Regions from separate parts of the Gasterosteus aculeatus genome. Here region 2 is linked to region 1. Evidence: chromatin contacts called from public Hi-C data. All regions are on one chromosome and are shown on one strand. Each heading gives the region's core, a stretch centred on a gene start, on an enhancer-like site or on the middle of the called end of the contact. The rest is flanking DNA. Distances are from core to core; before and after follow the strand shown. Region 1 has its middle 16 kb from the start of LOC120817096. Region 2 holds the start of net1 (neuroepithelial cell transforming 1).

What was found. Hi-C and Micro-C count contacts between places; a contact is called where the count stands out from the background.
Region 2: a contact with region 1 is called in a Hi-C map of tail fin, with 6 times the contacts expected there. The contact joins the promoter of net1 here to the enhancer-like site in region 1. A contact is called at or near these places in 5 of 6 Hi-C or Micro-C datasets (liver, skeletal muscle, tail fin and 1 more).

What each region holds. Positions count from the first base shown.
Region 1 is chr4:22,411,137-22,416,064 of fGasAcu3.hap1.1, reverse strand. No RefSeq gene overlaps it. Among protein-coding and RNA genes, the nearest start is that of LOC120817096, 16 kb to the right of the region's middle. Within about 2 kb of position 2,729, at least 1 of the 9 cell types and tissues checked has open chromatin away from gene starts, as enhancers often do.
Region 2 is chr4:22,486,361-22,491,770 of fGasAcu3.hap1.1, reverse strand. It overlaps net1 (neuroepithelial cell transforming 1), which reads left to right and starts at 1,689. Exons shown (of 11, transcript XM_040174798.2): 1 at 1,689-1,980. The coding sequence starts at 1,874. LOC120818524 (a long non-coding RNA gene) reads left to right here. Exons shown (of 4, transcript XR_013467387.1): 4 at 1-1,103.

The DNA.
Region 1 (4,928 bases), core at 1,480-3,979:
CCGAATTAGGACATGCAGGATCTACAGAGCAAAAAGAGCATGTTCAGCGAACGGGTGTTTTTGATGAACGGGCAGATGAATGTATCCGTTCTGCAACTAACAAATGCGAACGCGAGTCAGGATAACAATAACTCTGGACCTGGATATCTGTGAGCTGCACTCCTATCGTAGAAGGCAAGCAGGGAGAGTTTTGAGCCTTGGTGCCTTCAGGAATGTTGATCACCCGGTTTCCACGTCTAACACCTCATCACCAGCAGATAAACGCATGAGACAGCAAATTAAGCACCGTCGGCAAAATAAAAAAGAGGTTGAGGCACGTGAGGGATGAAAGCAGAGCAGGGACGCCACGGGTGTAAACTGTTCTGTCTTCAGTGTCTCACAGGCGCCACCATGTATGCAGGCCAGTCTCATCTTCCTGTAAACTGTTATTACAGTTTAAAGAGCTGAAGTTATTTATAGTTGTGGGGAAAAAAAGGAACTAAATGCTTCGTTAAATCAACCGTCAATCTGTTTTTCACTGTCATTGCGTGGCAATGTTCTGAACTCATGCTCATTCAAATCACCTCAGCATGGAGATGGATACAAGACAGTGGACACACTGAGGTGTAAACATCCGCTCAGGTTTGTAGCTGCGACACAGTGACAGCCAGCTAATGTTTTCTGTCAGGTTCAACAGCACATGGGACCGGAGGGTTGACAGTCAGCTTATTCTGCTTGAATATTAGTAACAGTATCCATGACAATAGATTCACACAAAGAACAAGCTGGTTGGGTCCATCCTGGTGCTAAATAAGCAGCCTCAACTTATCTTGTTTAAATTCTCTGTGAAGTGAATCAGATCAGCTCCAGGATTCATTAACTCAGCATAATAACAATAATTGCTGCGTTATCTAGATAGGAATCTCAGGAACAAATAGCTATTCATGTTTACTGGGTTCTCCCTCCCAACCCATCAAATTCGGCTACTAGGTCAGTGCCTCATGCTGTCTGACAGCAATGAGCAGAGGCAGGCTAAAGCGCCTGTGTGAGGAACACCGTCCTCTCCACTCTCGTCAAAGTAAGCCCATCGATTAGGCTGCTTGGGGCGGGTGAGAGGGGTTGCAGATGGTAACACAGGACCTTCACCCAGGAAGCCGCTTTCAGGTCCCGTTTAAAAGAATAAGACCGACCCATACTAGAGTGTCTGAAGTTGGGAGTGAGACTGTGTTGCAGCTCGGAGGGGACAATTAAATGGATGACTTTGACCTTGACTCTACCCTCTGCAGAACCAAACATTCGAATATGACGTTGAGCGAGAAGTGCCTTGCAGTTCGTGCCAATAAGTTACGTAACCCAGCCTCTATTTGCCAAAATCTCTGGTCATTATAAAGAAACTGCATCATTGACATGTTTAGTTTTTACTGTTACACAATGTTCAATAAATACTGAGCACTGGTTTAAACAATGAACTATTACATTTACTGACATTACATTTCTGTCTCAGCAAACAGTTAACCAATCAAAAGCAAGTTCTCCAGCAATAAAGAGGTTTATCGTACATTCATGAACATGCTGTGCATCAGTCGGGGCATTTTTACAATCTCACCACTTCCCCTCCTTCTCCCCACTGCTCTGACTATTAACATACTTCTCACCTGTTATGGAGAGCAATGTGACATCACAGTAGGTCTCTGTTACAATCCAAGGATGCCAGAGTGGATGGTGGCCTAGTAAATGACTGTCAGCACAGGAGGAGCAGTCTGAAAACACGGACCTACCTGCCGCACATTCTGTACTTGAGGGTTGTTGTTTAGGGGAAGGAGTCAGAGTACAATGCTGGCCTTAAGTGCTGTTATAGACCATGAGTTGTGTACACATTTGGACACTGTGTAAAAATGGGGAATTTGGTGAATCATGATTGGATTTGAGATTTGAGAGTACATGTTTTCTCCTATCGACCTTTACCAATAGATTTACCAATTTCTAGGTTTAAGCCCTGTCTCATAGACCCCGTCCTGACTAGGCTGGTTAAAGTACTTTGACCTCTAATCAGCACATCTTTACTGGACATTATGAACCCGTCTTTGTTGAAAAGACATACCCCAGTCCTTCAAAGTATTTGTAATCAAACCTCTTCTTAGGAAACCTACTCTTGATCCAGAGGTTTGATTTAGAAATGGTTAGATTAGACAAGTTATTAACTAATGCTTATTGGGGGAAGTTAAAGTGCAATCAGTAAAGTATAGATCATGAACTAGTTAACTCAGTAATTAATGGTCTTTGCAAAAATGTAACCTCGCCTACACATTGACGGTTCAATTCTATAAAATCATACAGCTTTGTTCCGATAAAACTAGGTGAATTAGCATCCGATTTAAGGTCAGTTCAACTGAAAGCATCTGGATTGTGACATTTGGTCTTAATGATGGCTTTCTTGTATTGTTCATTTGTGTCTGCGGCCTTAGCCTAGAGTAGGTCATTAGGTCTACTTACAGGTAGCATGCGGTCACGGTACATCAAAATTACATAATTGGGGGTTTCGACTATCAACCATTTGTCTTTTTCATTGCATAGAGTTTATGACTGCATGTCAGGTTGGGTATATAACTCACCTGCCTCACCTTGAGCTGCAACATGAATATTAGTTTGTGATGGACTACAATAGGGAGCTGCAGTAATGCAGTCCGTTCGGATGCCGCTGATTACTCAGATGTACTGAATGCTAAAGGCGTAAATTTCCACCTTTGGTGAATACCTGAGGGGGAACGTTTGGTTACTGTCAAATGTGTATGAAGCAACGACAGTGACAGCCTAGAAGACTATGTTCCCTTCAAATGTTTCCTCAAGGTTTGTCACTGCATTTGTATGTTGGCTCATTGTCCTTCCTACATTCCTACATATTTTGAATATTGTTTCTACTACTCTCTTACTGTGGCGGGTCGGGGAGATGCTTGGTTGAGCGGATCATGTTGGTATTAATGATTTGTTTGAGGGGGGTTAACTACAAGTGAGGTGATCATTATCTGAGCTGTAAAGGCCCAGTCATTAGTAGCTTCTACTGGATGAAAACCACCTTCAACTAAAATGAGAGTTGGCCTCACATGAAGTGCTCTGCTCAATACTACGGCCCAAGCAGCAGAGCTTTGGCCTTTTGCTCTCCCCGTACAATAATAATAATAGTAAGAAAGGGTGAGAAACCGTATGGCTCAGAACAGCTGGGAGACGGACAGTCTTAGTGGCATTCCAGGCCTTCTGGAACCTCTTTGGGGAAACAGAGCAGGCCGACCCGCTGGCTTCTGCTGAGCAGGCGCGCGTCTCAGCAGCTGAGCGGCGGGGACAGAGAGGGAAAAGCATCTGGGAAGGAAACTCTGCTCACTTCATTTGCACTGGAGATCGGGCGACTCTCGGTCAGGGGGACTCCCTTCCCAAAATACAACCAGATGGCTGCTTTTGAAGCCCCCCTTCGCCTGTGTGTGTGTGTGTGTGTGTGTGTATGTGTGTGTGTGTGTGTGTGTGTGTGTGTGTGTGTGTGTGTGTGTGTGTGTGTGTGGGTGGGTGTGTGTAACCTTGGGCGTTGTCGTCCAGACACACACACACTTAATTTTCTCAGACCAAAGCAAGTCTGGTTTACTGTAAGTGTGGGAGCAGACTAGAGGGTGGAGACCAGAGTCTAAACTGGCTGAGAACAATTGAGTGCAGAAAGGAGTCTTTAATCTAGCGAGTCCAACGGAGAAATGATACGATAAGAGGATGCATCGTCTGAATCTGTATTTTTTTTTCCCCCGTTCTTATTCAAGAAGTGCGTTTTCTGGGTTTATCTTATCTAAAGATCGATTTTATCAGAATCCGACATGCTGCAAGAGGTCAGTGTCCCATAGGATTATCAGACTTCTTACTTAACCCAGTTAACACACTGTGGGGCTAAAGATGGCAGAAATACACAGATGTTCAATCAAGTTCTGAAATGAAACATTTATTTGATCTTTCGACTTTGTGTAAAATCTTAATTCAAACGTCCAAAACCGAAAGAAAACTCCCTGAGTGCGTCATCTTTATTTCTTTTCACGTGGTTTGGGATCAACTGGACAGCTGCTGTGTCTCATCGATGGGATCCCAGAGGGTAGTCCTTCTTCAAAGTGCTGATTAGACAGGGAGGCCGTAGTAAGGCTGAGCTCATCCTGCAGGTCACAGCAGAGGCCACAGGTTCAGACATGATGTGGAAAAAAGTGTCCGGAAACACACAACAGAAAGCCAGAATTGACTTTGATGCTGCATCTTTGAATGTGAAGAGTTAAAATAAAGTAGAGCCTTCTCATTCAAGTCTGTTACAGGAGTTGGTTTTTGTCCCTAGGTGCATATTTCAGCCATTGTTTGTGGCCCCTTGGTGTGGAGAGAGATGTTGAAGAGAGATAAACTGACAATGCAGGGTGTCACGGTGGTGTGGTGGTCATCACTGTCGCCTCACAGCGAAAACGTCCTGGCTTGTACTTTACCCAGCGGCCTTTCTGTGTGGAGTCTGCATGTTCTCCCCGTGTCTGCGTGGGTTCTCTCCGGGTACTCCGGCTTCCTCCCACAGTCCAAAGACAAGCTATGGGGATCAGGGAGATTGGTGGCTCTAAATTGCCCAAAGGTGTGTGAATGTAAGTGTGAAAGGTTGTTTGTCTCTGTGTCAGTTCTGCAACCAAATCAGGGTGAAACCCGTCTCTCGCCCGATGTCAACTAGGATGATCTCCAGCCACCCGCAATGCTGCATGAAGGCTGGATGGAAACTGACAAGGTGAAGTTGCGTCTGGTTTAAATGGGGGTTTGGAAAATACCCCAACCGGTTTTGGAAGAGATATTAAACTGAGATTTGGGTAACTGTTCCAACAACACATAACCAGCTCTAAACATTCCCAGCAGACATGGCTGAGCTCCTGATCAGTTATGGACTCCACAATTGTCATATT
Region 2 (5,410 bases), core at 440-2,939, 77 kb before region 1:
TGAGACATATTTCCTGCGCTGTCCCGTCTGACTGCACGGCTCATGTGTTGACAGAGGATGGACTGCAGGGAGGATATGGGGCTGTGGGGCTTTATGAAGAATGGCTTTTCATGGGGTCCCTGTTGTTGTGGTTGCACTTTTTTCGGTATGTGGTTGTGTTTTTTATTTTACTTAATACACACGTTATCTGGCATCATTGTTCATATTATTAATATTATCTAGCAAGATGTGTTCGGTAGAGGGCAGCTCTTTGAACAAAGCTAACTCTTCGTCTAGACACCAAAAGTCTTTGAGAAACACACTCCATTCTAACTGAAAAACAAGCGTTGATGTATGCAGGCAATCAGACAGAAGTCATTATAGAAGATACCATCTGGCCAAGTACCCATCCTCCTTTGTTGTGACGAGCTGCAGCATTGTGTGTGCTGGTAGTTCAGTGAGCTGTTAGTGAGTAGCAGAAAATGATGTATATTTTATTAAAGTGTGGATTCCTTCATGACATCTGTAGTAAAGTTATGGACCCTTAGTAGGCTTTTTTTTCCTTAAGGAGCTACGATGCATTTAAAATACCTTTTTGAAAACAGATGGAGCTGTTAACTCGGACTCATTTCACCGTTGCAGCTGTGACATCAAAAAAACATCTTCCCCTAGAAGCTGGTTTCATATGGTGGTTTAGATGTGTGTTCCCATTGTCTAGCACCATTTGAAATCAGTGTTCTTGAGGACAGGAGGACAGCTCCGGCAGTGAGTGAGCCTCTGGAGGACATGTACGACACTGTCCTCTCCCCTCCTCCTCTTTCTCCTCTAAAAGATAACTGATTTCTATTGGTGCATAGAGCCCGCTGCAGCCTTCTAGCACCATTTGAAATCGGTTATGAAACTGTGGATCAATGCATCTGTGAGTCTTCGGAAAAGTGCAGGACGAGCAGAAGAAAGTAACCGCGGCTTTTTGTCTCTGGATTCAAACAGGAAGAGATCCATCAGGAGTTTGAAGGACACTCACGGATGTTGTCTGTAACATCTGCCATTTATGGATAACAACTTGATCTTAGCTCTAGTAAATCTTGCTTGTGTCTTTTATAAATATATATTACATAATGTGAGTTACTGGTGTCATTTTCACTGCCAGAAACAAGTCAATGTTCCTGCAGTTCACACTAACCACGACTAGAGGCTGATAGCAGTTATAGAAGATGCCTTTGTGGTTATTGAGTTGGTACAATGTAAGAAAATTCACAATAAAGCACATTTCACCTAACAATAATTCAAGATGTTTTTAAATTCCTGTAACTAATTAAATGTTTTACATCAAAAAAGATGACTGAATCACGAGCGATAGCAGACCGAGAGGAGGAGAGTGAACAAGACCACAAAGGCCTTTTATTAGAATAAGCGCCCAGGGAAGAGACTGCAGGGGAGGAATTATCTGAACATGAATCTTTGTATGTTGTCGATCTATGAATCGCTATGGGCGTTGTTTACCGTGACGTCCAAAAAGATACAGTCATAAGCAGTGCCGAAGTCCCAAAGTCACATGTGATCAGTGTGATCAAGATGCAGCCTGGGAGACGCTGATTAAGTTATTGTGTTGTGGTGTGCATGGACAACCTAATTAATGCTGTTTCTTTTAAATTGCATTCTAATTACTCCAAACGGAGACGCTTGTGTCGTTTGCCCTGTAGCTGAACTGCCCTGGCCCCGCCCACTTAGGGTCATCGTCTAGCACGAGCGACTCTGTTCTTCTCTCATTGGTCAATTTGCGGATTTCCGCCATATTCAAAAATAGTGTCGAGCCCCTGCTATTAGTAGTCGTAGAATAGATTTGTTGTTATTATCCTGGCTGCCTATTTCTCCCTGGTCTCTGACATTTGAAATGGCCTCAGAGGAAACAAAAAGACAACCGAGCACCGGCAACCCGGAGAGGAAGAGTTCCGCAGATGAAGAAGGGTCTTCGCTCCGGGACAGCGGGACTCTGAGACGGTGAGTCCGTCTCTTCCCTTCGGACTATAAAGCCCGATAGAAGCGCTCGCTAATTGGAGACATTCATACCTCAGGTTAACATTAAGGTCACTTTGCAAACTTGTGTCTTGGAGCGAAATCTGCCAAATAAATAACGTCAACGTCACATGGCGATTCAGCAGGTTTTTAACGGCATCATATCGCCGCCGGGTGGCAGCATCGGGCCTTGCTGCTGCTTATTGAGCCCAGCTCTCTGTCACACATATAGGAATTTGACTTGGTGCAATATAAGAATAAAATAATTAAGATAAAGTAAGATAAGATAAAAATATACAATTAATAATATAAAAATAACTATGTTAAAACACATATGTATGTCCATAGTGTCTTTTTTGCAGGTTTGGATCCTTATCATAATATTTTAAATATTTATTCAGATGTGGTAATTTTTACTCCAGCTGATATGATCATTTTTAAAGTCTATTCAAAGTTGTATTTGCAAAACGTGGTTCTACTCTAAAAAAACACATAGAGAATAATTTATTCAGAAAAATGCTTTATTAGAGGGTATTTTTTGAAAATGGTAATCAACAACACTCATGTGACCTCCTTATGTGCATATATAGTTAGTGTATATGAGTCTATATTTTTAGACCGATGTCTTTACGAAGACCCCATTGGGTAGTTTTGCTAAAATATTGATTGGATCACAGCGATCAATAAGTCTTTGAACGATCACATCGCCATGTCAGTATTGGTTTAAGACGGACTTTGAACCTATTCTACCCGTCCCCAAAAACAAACTAACCGCAACAAAGGTTCCTTATGAGCGTAAACCTTCCACAAGCAGTCCCCAAAACAGTGAGCCGTCGTGCCTCCTGTGTGCCGCGTCTCTCTGTGGTTAGAGGAGGTCTCATTCTGCAACCACACTGCACACTTCTCATTGTTCTCCGGTGTTCTCCTTGTTTACTTTGTGGGCATGAATGTGACTGGCTCTTGAATAGCGCCCCAGATCTCATTTGTTTCAATGCAGTTTATCTGATGCGATTTCAGACTTGTGCCTGACATCCAATAAGGTTTTTTGGATTGCGAACCCCTGCAAGAGTTCCCACTGGAGTCTTTTCAAAGGCTTTCCATGTTGTGTGCCAAAATGACCAAGCCCTGCTGCCAACCGGCTCTGTAGACCAACATGGAAAACCGTCACCCGCTATTTGACCTCCATAACAAGGTTTATGGAGGGAAAACATTATGAATGTTGCCTGAGAGAAAATATGGGTTTGATTTTGACAAGTGAGACTGGCATTAAATACTAGACGGATGGTGGAATTCAGCCGTCAGAAAAAAAGTTTCAAAACTCGTGAACTCAGCATTGTACGTTCACTGTCTATTTAAAGCACGTCTGAAACAGCACATTGGGTGGGAGGACAGAGGGCGATGGGATCGTTCTCTTGGGGGCTGTGGCTCAAAAATGCTGCATTCGAGTTGTCAACAAAAAAAAACCTCCGAACAACTATTCCTTGAGCTCTGTGGAAAACGTCACAGCGTCAAGGAAAGATGGTCAGGAGAATTCATGAGAATTTAGGAAAAGACACCCGCTGTGTTCAGGGAGTCCGACCCCACTCTCACTAAGCTACGTACTTACAATGCAAGAGGAGACGCATGTTAGTGAATAGGGGTGGATTTTTCAATTTCTCTCGATTCTCTAGATTTGGTCTTGATTCAGAAAAGTTAATAATCGGAATATTTTTTTTTTTTTAAAAGCCCGTCTCGCGCGAGCAAAAGTCTCTCTTGCGAGATATTTGCTCGCTTTTCTACCTGCTCGCTGTTTTCTTTTTGACAGTAAGGGGGCGGAGCCAGTCACCATGGTCTCTTCACCTGATTGGTTACAAACCGCGTCTTTGGATTGGCTGGAGTGATGCATTCACACAACTATAGAAGCCCATTTACGCATTAATGTAAGGGGATCGAAATTATGAGATAAACGTTGTCAAAAAACAAACGCCCCCCTTCGGTAATCGTAGTGGACCGTAGATGACAACCAGCTACAACCATCATTTACCATCATTACCGGCACATTAAGAGCAATGCGTCCAGCTCTCAGACCGGTCCGTCAGTCTGAATCTAATATCTTGCCAACTTTACCGAACTATGGAGGAGCCTGCGCATATCTTACATCATTATTTCGATTTTCCAAAAAGTCGATCTGTATTGAAAGTTGGCAAGATATTCACAGATTTGGACTTTTTTCCGGTATTTTACAAATATGGACCGGTCTGAGACTAAGAGCAGCTTTTTCTTCATTTAAAAGAAAAATGATTGTTGATAGAAAATCATATTTGTGACAAAGATTTTTTTTTCTCTTATAAAAAATTAGAGAAGGTAATTCATCTGTTGATTTTCTTTTAATTATCAAATAAAGTAGGAAGTGATTCGCAACCTCTCAGTAGCAAACTCAGATTTGAGAAAATTTAGAAAATCGAGATTCATCAATAATCGTTTTATCAGTTTAGAATCAATAATCGGTTTAGAATCGATAATCGGTTTAGAATCGAATCGTTGACCTCTGAATCGGAATCGAATCGTGAGGTGCCAAGAGATTCCCACCCCTATTAGTGACGTCAGTCTGCAGCGGCAAAACAATTTATCGAAAGATGGACTGCAAAGAAGCATCTTAGATGCCTTAGTCCATGTGTTGTTACAGTGGTGAGTCATGCAGACAACATAAACCAACCAGGTTCAAGGTCTAACTTTATTAACAAGGTTGCACTATGAAGGAGTTATGCTAACAGTTACTGTACGTGATCTGATCATCTCATGATCGATAGTTCTCGTGAACGGCCGTGATACGTCACTATTTAAATATTGCCGCCTTTCCTGTCGTGAAGGATGATCCAGTGATTCCTACGCATTGAAGCTCCTTTCCTTTAGAGTAGAGTATTGGAACAGCGCTCATCACAGCGGCCTCTTCTACTACTTACGAGTCAATTCACTCAGTTAGGAACCTTCCTAATGAAATTCGACAATTCAAATCCAGCGTAAAGTTCAATAAAGGCCTCTTCATGTAACAATGAATGCTAGAGGTAGAATGCCTGCTGCAATGTGGACCTTTGGCCACGGGAAGGCCGTGTGTGAGCATTCCTCTGCCTGCCTTCTATAGTATCGGTAGAGGAAAGGCAGCAGCGTGGACAGGGGTCAGCGCTGGGGTGCCTCAGTTTCAGAATAAGCTTTGACAAACAAGGGCAGGGCTTAGTGGGACGCTAATCCACTGACTCATGGGCCTCACTTCCCTCGACACGTAGGAGCAGGTACACGGAGGCAGAAAAGACCGTTGTCCCCTGACTGGTTACTGTGAGGTTACTGCTTTCAGAATAGCTCGTCTTATGAGAAAAGTAGTCTTTTTTTTTTCTCATCTACTTCTCTGAAATCTGATCTTTTTTTGCATTCTCTCTAC